Regions from separate parts of the Mus musculus genome. Here region 2 is linked to region 1. A link is a contact called in public promoter capture Hi-C data. All regions are on one chromosome and are shown on one strand. Each heading gives the region's core, a stretch centred on a gene start, on an enhancer-like site or on the middle of the called end of the contact. The rest is flanking DNA. Distances are from core to core; before and after follow the strand shown.

What was found. Promoter capture Hi-C pulls out the DNA fragments that hold promoters and counts their contacts.
Region 2: a promoter capture Hi-C map of hippocampal neurons shows a contact between it and region 1, with 2.5 times the contacts expected there. The contact joins two enhancer-like sites. A contact is called at or near these places in 3 of 39 promoter capture datasets (hippocampal neurons and liver).

What each region holds. Positions count from the first base shown.
Region 1 is chr9:106,608,742-106,613,072 of GRCm38.p6, reverse strand. It overlaps Gm39420 (a long non-coding RNA gene), which reads left to right. Exons shown (of 3, transcript XR_871142.2): 2 at 3,499-3,616. Among named protein-coding and RNA genes, the nearest start is that of Gm39420, 16 kb to the left of the region's middle. Within about 2 kb of position 2,137, at least 6 of the 459 cell types and tissues checked have an H3K27ac peak or open chromatin away from gene starts, as enhancers often do. A contact at or near this core is called in hippocampal neurons, where this site is marked.
Region 2 is chr9:107,524,411-107,528,741 of GRCm38.p6, reverse strand. Cacna2d2 (calcium channel, voltage-dependent, alpha 2/delta subunit 2) reads right to left here. Exons shown (of 38, transcript NM_001174049.1): 25 at 4,254-4,331; 26 at 4,068-4,130; 27 at 3,808-3,911; 28 at 3,487-3,585; 29 at 3,310-3,398; 30 at 3,082-3,129; 31 at 2,770-2,841; 32 at 2,527-2,679; 33 at 2,347-2,399; 34 at 2,202-2,257; 35 at 1,928-2,054; 36 at 1,696-1,805; 37 at 1,506-1,588; 38 at 1-1,421. The coding sequence ends at 1,278. Among named protein-coding and RNA genes, the nearest start is that of Tmem115, 7.4 kb to the left of the region's middle. Within about 2 kb of position 1,996, at least 118 of the 459 cell types and tissues checked have an H3K27ac peak or open chromatin away from gene starts, as enhancers often do. A contact at or near this core is called in hippocampal neurons, where this site is marked.

The DNA of each region.
Region 1 (4,331 bases), core at 888-3,387:
TGGCTTCCAGACTCCAAGCAAACTGACTCTGACAGTTTTGGACAGTGTTTACTGTTTTAGGTGAGGGAATTTTTATTTTAAGTACCGAAGACCAAACCCAGGGCCGCATAAAAACTGAAAACGTGCCCACCTTCTCTCTGAATTATATATCCCCAGTGTTGGCTTTTTAAAGTAAATGTTACCATGAAATTGCTTTTTTTATTTTCCTTTTTTTATTTTTCAAAGCATGTCAGCATGCCTTCCAGCCGCTTGGGAGACCATGGTCTCCAGCTATGACGTGAGCGGTTACACTCTCCGCATGCAAGCCCACCGTGGTTGCTTGTCTCAGGCTGGGCAGCAATGGCCTAAGAGATTATAGACTGAAGCCTCTGAACACATGAGCTGAGATAAACCCTTTCTCTGCATAGGTTTGTTAGAGCACCAGAAAGCTGACTTGCGCGTAATGTGTTCTAATCTGCAAGTTATATTTTTCATCTCAGACGCTGTCATGTTCATCTCTAGGAGTTCGATATGGATCTTTAAAATATCTTCCATGTCTCTATATTTAAGCTTTTGACCATATGGAGTGCAGTTACAGTAACTGCTTTAATGTCCTTGCTTTCTAAGTCTGGTATTCAGGTCAGTTTTGATTGACATCTACCCGCCCCTCCCCAAATATGGGTGGTGTTTTCCTGTTTCTTTGCCCAGTGATTTTTTTGTTTGGATGCCAGTCAATGAGAATTTTTCTTTGTTAGATGCTAGATATTTTTGTGTCCCTAGGAATACTCTTAGGTTTTTTTTTTTCTTGAGATACAATCAAGATACTTGAAAACAGTTTGATCCTTTTAGATCTGGCTTCTCAGCGTTATTAAGGGAAAGCGAGAGTCACGGTTAGTTCTCCTTAGTCCCCACCCTGAGAGAGTCCATTCTGAGCCCCTTATCCAGCTTGTTGAGCTGTAGGCTGTGACCCCGTGGAATTGAATGTGGGGATTTCGCAATACTTAGCAGGAGGAATGGTTCCTGAAGGTGCAATGACCAAGACTTAATTCAACAGCTAAGGTGTTTTGTCAGAGCTTACCCATGTCGCAGCGCACACAACCCCAGAGCAGCTCTGGTTCTGAGCACACAGCACTGTGTGCTTCCTCTGCATGTCCCGTTGACTGTGGCAGGCAAGCATAGGCGATAGCTTGGTACCATGGAACCCCCATTTGGTTTGGGGTTATACACACACCCCTCCCTTGTAATAACGCACTAGGCAGTCCAGTTCCTTCACCTGCATGTATTATGCACACACACCCTCCCTCCCCAAACCATGTGCCTAGCAAACTCAGAACCCTCTGGAACCCACCCGCATTGGGCCGTGTATACTCCCATCTTTGTGCAATGTTATAAGTTAGACGGTGTCTACTCAAGTGTATTCCCAAAGTATCTAGGTATGAAGAAACACCAATCTGGCCTGAACTGGCTTACCATGTTATGTACCATGTATGCCTGTATACAGTTGGGCATGTATGTTGTTGGCATCAGGACATCCCAAACCTATGACATCACATAAGCAACAGTGCAACCTGTGACCCACAGACCGGTTGCCAAGACAACAGACATCATATTCCCAGCATTCACTTGGCTCACCTCCCACCTTTACTTGTGTTATGTCATTTTCCATATAAATAAGAAGAACACCCTTTCCTCACTTCTCTTTCTGCCACTACCTTGTCTCTCTCCCTTCCAATAAAACCTCTTCCATGCGGAACAGCTTTAGCCTAGTGTGCTGTCGAGACGTGACCCGCCATTCTAACACGTTACATGTAGTTAGTAGGATGTATAATGGGAAGAGGCATGTTCAGTAGAGAAAACATTATGCAGCCTATCAATAAAAATAGAAAACTACACAAACTACAGCCTTCAGTATCCAGCCCCTCCTCCTGAACGCATGAAAGGAATCCTTGAACAACAATGAAGGCCCTGAGTGCCCTCACTAACGTGTGCCCACTCTCAGTCCGGATGGTGAATCTTAGGACCTACCCTGTTGCTTTGTTCCAAATGAAAGTATCTGTCCCCGTTCACAATTCTGTATGAGCCTTGCCATGATTTTCAGTTCTTTGGATCAGACACCAAGAGCCTGGAAATATCTGGCCCTAAACCTAAGCCACTGGCAGCATCACCAGGCAACGGCAGCAAACACAGCCTGAGACAGCAAGGCTTGGGAACAGAGACTAGTGTGCTATGAGTTTCTGAGGTTTCTGCTCTTCCAGGATCAAAACCAAATGCTGAATATTTTCCTACAGTCACTCCTCAGCATGTATCAGTTTAATATATCTTTGGACTAGGTTATGTTAGAATGTTTAATTTGGGAAATTACTATTTTAGTGGCGGACTTGACTTTCATTATAACAACAACAACAAAAATCATTAGATAAATTTGGCTTGAGAGGAGGGCAGAATTTCCAACCATTTTTGAAAGACCCCTAAACATACTTTCGTTGTTTTGTGTGATGCTATTCATAAAAAAAGATGATTATAAGATCAAAATATTGACCAACTCTGGAGAACATCGACAATGTTCTGCATCTCACAGTGCTAAATATTGTGCCAAGACTTAACTCCTTATGCAAAACTAAACGAGCACACCCATCTCACTAGCATACAAATTTGATTCATCTTTAATGCATGATGAAATCCCATGTATAATGCACCCATGCTTATTTAAAATAAATTTCTACATGATTTATTATCAGTAAATAATTGCTTTGTATATTTTCTTTTAAATACTTAATATCCAGGGTCCCCTAAAAGTTTCCAGGTGAAAGGGGTTATGAGTAGAGAACCTGCTTTGTCCAGTGCCCCATACACCTGTTCTGGGTGTTGTCCCTGCCCCTGGATGTTGTCCCTGTCCCTGACCTGTCCTCAGTACCCGCTTTTTGTTGTTTTTACACCTGGTCTCAGGTAGTTTCCAGCAGGTCTGGATGATGCGCTCCTGAACATTCAAGGATGCATCATCTACAGATCTGTAAGCCTCTCTCTCTGCAGCTTTCTCCTTTCCCACAGTCTGCACCGTGAATCCCAGCCTCCTTGGCTCCCCTGGGCTCCCGGCCCCTTGACCTTAAGGCAGGAAGTCCACTCGCTTTCCTCCTTCCTGTGCCCAGACCCAGATACCCTCTCAAGCCACTGCTTCTCTGTCAGAGATTAGTGTCTGAAAAGTGTTTTTTTTCTAAATGCATGGGATTTACTCCAGTTGTCTCATCTAGGCAAGCAGGTGAGGCCAGCCCCCATGACCTTGCTTAGCTACATGTTCAAATCCTTTGTAATTCTTTTGTAAAGATTTTATTTATTTTATGTATGTGAGTAGACTGTAGCTCTCTGTAATGGGCATCGGATCCCATTACAGATGGTTGTGAGCCACCATGTGGTTCCTGGGAATTGAACTCAGGACCTCAGGAAAAAGAGTCAGTGCTCTTAACCGCTGAGCCATCTCTCCAGCCCTGTAATGCTTACTGTATGCTTATATACCGTACCCAGGACTTACAGCGGTGGCATCTGTGTGTGGGTCTCCCTCTGTCGGCATCTCCTAGGAGTCCGTCTATGAGCTGTGAGGAGATGGTACAGGGACAGCAGATCTTCCCTGGGAACTTCTCAGGTGAGGCCCATTCCCCTTGGTTTGACCTGATAATGGCTTTACATTGCTGCAGGGCATCGAGTTGTCCATAGTATTTATGCCCTTTCTTCCTTTTCTCTCATTTCTTCTTCTCCCTACTTACCTCTCACCAGTGCTGTTCTCTCACAAACAAAACAAAAACAAAAACAAACCATCAGTAGTGGCTGGTTATCTTCACATGGCTTTCTCTGTTGTGGATATAATCAAACCTGCCAGTCATTTTGTGCATGGGAGGTATATTGGCTAGTTTTCTTATCAGTACAACCAATAACCTTACAAGAAGCAACCTCAGAGAGGAGGGACTTATTTGGGCTCAGGGTTTAAGGCACAGTCCATCACGGTAGGCATAATGGCAGAGTAAGGCTGCTTGGTCACATCTCTGAAGATCAGGAAACAGAGGCAAGAAGGGTAGCCCTGCCCACCAGACATGACTTCATCCAGCTAGGCTCCTAAAGGCTCCACACCCTCCCCTAACAGCTCTGCCATCTGGGGACCAAGTATTCAAACACATGTGCTCTTGGGGGACATCTTACATCTAAACCATAACAAGGAAGTTGTCTCTGTCACAATAGGTAAAACTTTAAGTTTTGAGTCTTGCCTTTCTCAAAATACCTTGCCACTAAATTGGAGACAGACATGGAGGCTTAAAACCAGAAGGGTGGGGCCTGACGCCACAGGCCCACCATCTCTTTGTACT
Region 2 (4,331 bases), core at 747-3,246, 920 kb before region 1:
CCCCTGCCCCTCAGTCCCCTCCTGGCCCCCAAGTTACGATGCCTTTGGGAGAAATGACAGAATGAAAGGTGTAAAGAGATGTGTCCCAGGTCCAGCCTCTGTGTGTGCAGTACGGTTGGTTAGACATGTGCATGGTGCAAGTGTGTGTTCAGCAAGGGAGGGGTAATTTGGCCTCCTAGGGGCAGGGACTGTGTGTGTGTGTGTGTGTGTGTGTGTGTGTGTGTGTGTGTGTGTGTGCAGAGGGAATTAGGCCTGAGTGTGCAAGAACCAGATTGGGGATGGGATGGCCCAGCCAGGAGAGACCAACTCATCCCTGCTAAGGCAAAATACAATGTCTCAATGTCTGGTGGGGTTCTTCTGCCAAAGGAGTTCAGGCAGTGATGTGTGGTCCTACTAGGGGCCGGACACTGGTGAACGATGGTTACAATGAGCACCTGGCAGGGTGAGGGGCACTTGGGGACACTGGTGGCTAGGGGTGAAACAGAGAGGTCTCCCCCCCCCCCCAGCATTTGGCACGGTTTGACATTCAGTTTTAGAGATGGGAGGATCAGCCAGGCTGCATCTCAGAGTAGAGGCAGAGGTGAGCAGAGATGGAACACACAGGCCAACCCCTTCATTGACATCTCGCCTTGTGTAAGGCTTTGTGGGCCACCCCCCATGGTGCGTGTCTGTTTGTGTGTTCCATCACAGGTATGTCTAGTGAGAGTTGGGTTTCTGCTCTCAGAGATCCAAGTGTATATGGCATGTGTCTAAACTGATGTCATTGTGAGACTGTTCTGACACCTGCAAGGCTGGGGGGTTGTAGCCTGAAAGGGCCAGAAACCAATGGGGAGGGGGTGCCCCCCGAATCTCTCACTATTACCATCTTTCCTTTTTTTTCCCCCAGAGAAGGTAAGTTTGGGCTTGGGTGGGGCCAAAGGGCCAGTTAGAGGTGCCCAGCAGTGGCAGGGTTGCCTACATAGAGGAAATCTCCAGGCAGGTGGGTCGGTGGAGGCCTGGTTTGGCATCAGTACTAGTGGCCTCCTGTCCTAGCCCACGGGGATGAGTCTAGGGACTGCGGGCACTTGGACAGTTCAAGGGTGAGCTAAATCTTGAGTGCCAAACACCATGGCACCTTACTTTGGGGTTCCCCTGCCCCAAGGCACAGGCTCCGGGGGAAGGGACCCAGGTCCTTCAGGAGAGAGTGGCCAAGGCTCTAGATTGGGGAATGTGGAATGGGAGGGTGAGCGAAAGGCTAGGAGGCCAAGGCGGGGGTATGATGTGTGTGTGTGGGTCGCTCAGAGGTGGCGAGAGGCAGCGAAGGAGTGGACTTGAGGCTGCGGCCGAGGTGGCAGGCCCAGGAGGAGCAAAAGCTGCAAGGAAACCAAGACGCCCAGCGACGGAGGGAAGGAGGCTCCGCGGCCACAGTCTGAGGTATCTTCCTGCAGGAATGGAAGACAAGGAAGCGGTCGGTATCCACCCGGCTCAGGCTCGCAGATGTCAGTAGCGTCGCTCCCCCAACTCACCGTCGCATTGTAGTCAAAACAGATGTGCGGACCTCTTCGGTATCTCGGTCTCTGCACCAGCTCACACTGCTCCGGGCCGTCCGCTGGGCATGGGTGGGGAGTCAAGGAGGCGGTGGCAAAGACGTGGGGGTGTGGGGGGGAGTGCAGGGCAGGAGGGGAGTGGGCGGTGGGGCGGGCGGGGGCAGGATACAGTGTGTCTCCTTCTGCAGCAGCCGGCCCGCCTCGCACTGGCTGCACAGCGGCTTCTCGGCCACCACGAACAGGAGATTGGTGTTGGTCAGTCTCTGCGCATGGAACAGCCTGGAGGGATGATCGGAGGGCGGAGCCTTGGAGGTTCGCTCCACCCTGGAGCCACCGCCCCGCCCACAACCGCCGCAGACCACGCCCCTTCTAACATGCCCCGCCCCTCGCTCTGCAAGTACCTGCTGCAGTTTCCGCAGTCAATGATGGCATTATAGGATGCGTTCACCGAGCCGAAGTAGTACTGGGTCTGTTTCATGACGCAGCTGCTCTCGCGCGTCTCGGGGCTGCCCTCAGCTTCTGCCGGGTCTGCGGGGCCCAGACGCCTCAGCCCCGCCCACAGACAATCGTCTGCCTCAGCTTGGCGCAGCCCTAAGCCCCACTCTCCTTGTGATCCGAGCATCTGTTCCCGCCCTGGACACAGATTTGGGGCCAAGCATCCTAAACCCTACTTACCTGCCTGGAACCAGCTGTGATAGATGAGACCATAGAGTAGCTGCTGGAATAAGGACCTGTAGGGCACCGGGCACCGAGTACCGGCGGTCAGCAGGTGGTCAGTGCCTTACAGACCTCCTTTACCAACCTCTCCTCCAGGACTCACCAGGCGGCAGCAGAGGTCCACCAGGCCAAGTTAAGGAAATCTGCAATGGTGGGCTGCAGTGGAGAGAGGAGCACAGTCGCCTCTGGTTCTACATCACCCTGGCTCTCTAAAATGTTAGCGGGGAGGTCACTATAGGCGGGTTTCCCAACCCTTAATCTCCGGGTATTTCTAGGAGCTTACCACAAAGACACCCCGGGGTGCAGCACCCAGGTTCCCAGGAGGCTGAGGGGCACAGGCTGCCTGATAGTCATAGGATTCCTTTCGGGTGTAGAAGGAGTTATTGTACAGTGCCAGCATCAGGTTGGCATCCACCTCACTGAAGAATCTGCCAACCTGGGGATGCAGGGAGAGATCCATAGTCACAGGGCATGCTCTAGAAGGCTCTGACCTACACCGTCCTTCCATTTTCTTCCTGACCCTTACCTGGTCCCACTGATGGTTCTGGTTTGACAGCACCAGGAACCCTCCGTCATCAATGAGGACACAGAGTAGATCCTAAGAGGTAGGGAAGGGAGGTAAAACTGGTGAGGGGGCCCACCTCGGGCTACTTCACGCTCTGGCAGTCCAATGGTTCGGAGTGAGGGGCATCACTCCTCTAGGTCTGGCAAGAAGAGGGAGTCAGGGTAGGGGTGTCAAGATGGAAAGGCTAAGGGGCAGGCTAGGAGTCACAGTTGAGACCAGGGAGCCTGGGGATGAGGGAAGCTGGGATCCAGGGCAGAGTCAGAGCACACGCACCTCGTTGTTAACCTCGCAGTCCATCTCACAGTGGCTGCTGGGGCCGCACTGCTGGGCAGAGAATGGGGGCTGTAAGATGCCCACCAGTGTCCCTCATGTCTGTTACCCCAGGCCATCTGTGGCACCTCCTGCCTTCCCAAAGGTGCTGGAGCCAGTCTGAGTGGCAGGCTTGTTAGGAGTCCATGGAGACACCAGAGGGGCCTTACTCCCCTTCCCCTGCCCAAATACCTTCTGAGGTTGGTCCTGATGGGTACGGTTGCTGGCCAGCACCTTGAACTTTTCAGCCCAAGCCTCTAGGTCCAGTTTGACACCCACCACTGTGGGAGAGAGCAATGGTTATGTGGACTACCTGCCTGGTCAGCATCCTGACTATTGCCCCAGCCCCACCTCAGTCTCAGCATTCACCTGCTGGCCTCAGTGTGCGACGACCTAGACTGAGCTCCACAGCTGTGCTGACGAGGACACCTACTGTGTCATTCTCCAGCTCCAGTGGTCTTAACAGGGCTGGGGTAGATGAATAGAGCAGTCAGGAGTGATGGCTGACCGTACTGGCCACTCTAAAACTGGGCCCTACCAAACCAGGGCTGGACCCAGCTTAAGCCTATAGCACCTCATACAGTGTCTGGCTTAGCTTTTCTCTTTGACTATCAGGCAGCCTGTGCCCCTCAGCCTCCTGGTCTCAGTTAAGGCCTCCCCATCTGCTGCTGGGTATGGACAGACACTCACAGTCCTGGTGTGGGGGCTTGAAGATATAACCATGGTTATCCAGGCTGCGACGGTAGAAGCTGGCATTGAAGGGTTCAGGGTTTTCTGTCCAGTCTTCGGCTGCCCTAGAGCACCCAAGACAGGCAGAGCTCAGTGGGCATACGACTGCACACCATAAGGCAGCTTGTGGTGTACAATGGTCTTGGCAGTGCTGAGGCCTCAGGGTAGTGAAGTCATGGCAAATTCCCAGACAGGGAGAGTTGTTGCCGCGTGTCACTTACTTGTTCGGGAAGACACGTGTGATGCCACCATCAGTGGCAGCAAATACGGCTAGCAGGCTGTACCTGGGGGCAACAGGAAGATGGGGTCACAGGCTCACCGTCTTCTATTGTGCAAGGCCGGGGCCTCTGGGCCAACCCCAGCCCCCTGCTATACATAGCCATAATAGCCTGGGTGGTGGTGCATACGTGTTGAGATCTTGGTCCCGCCACACACGTTCCACTAACTGCTGTGTAATGCCCGTGTCCAGAATCAAGTTATGAAGA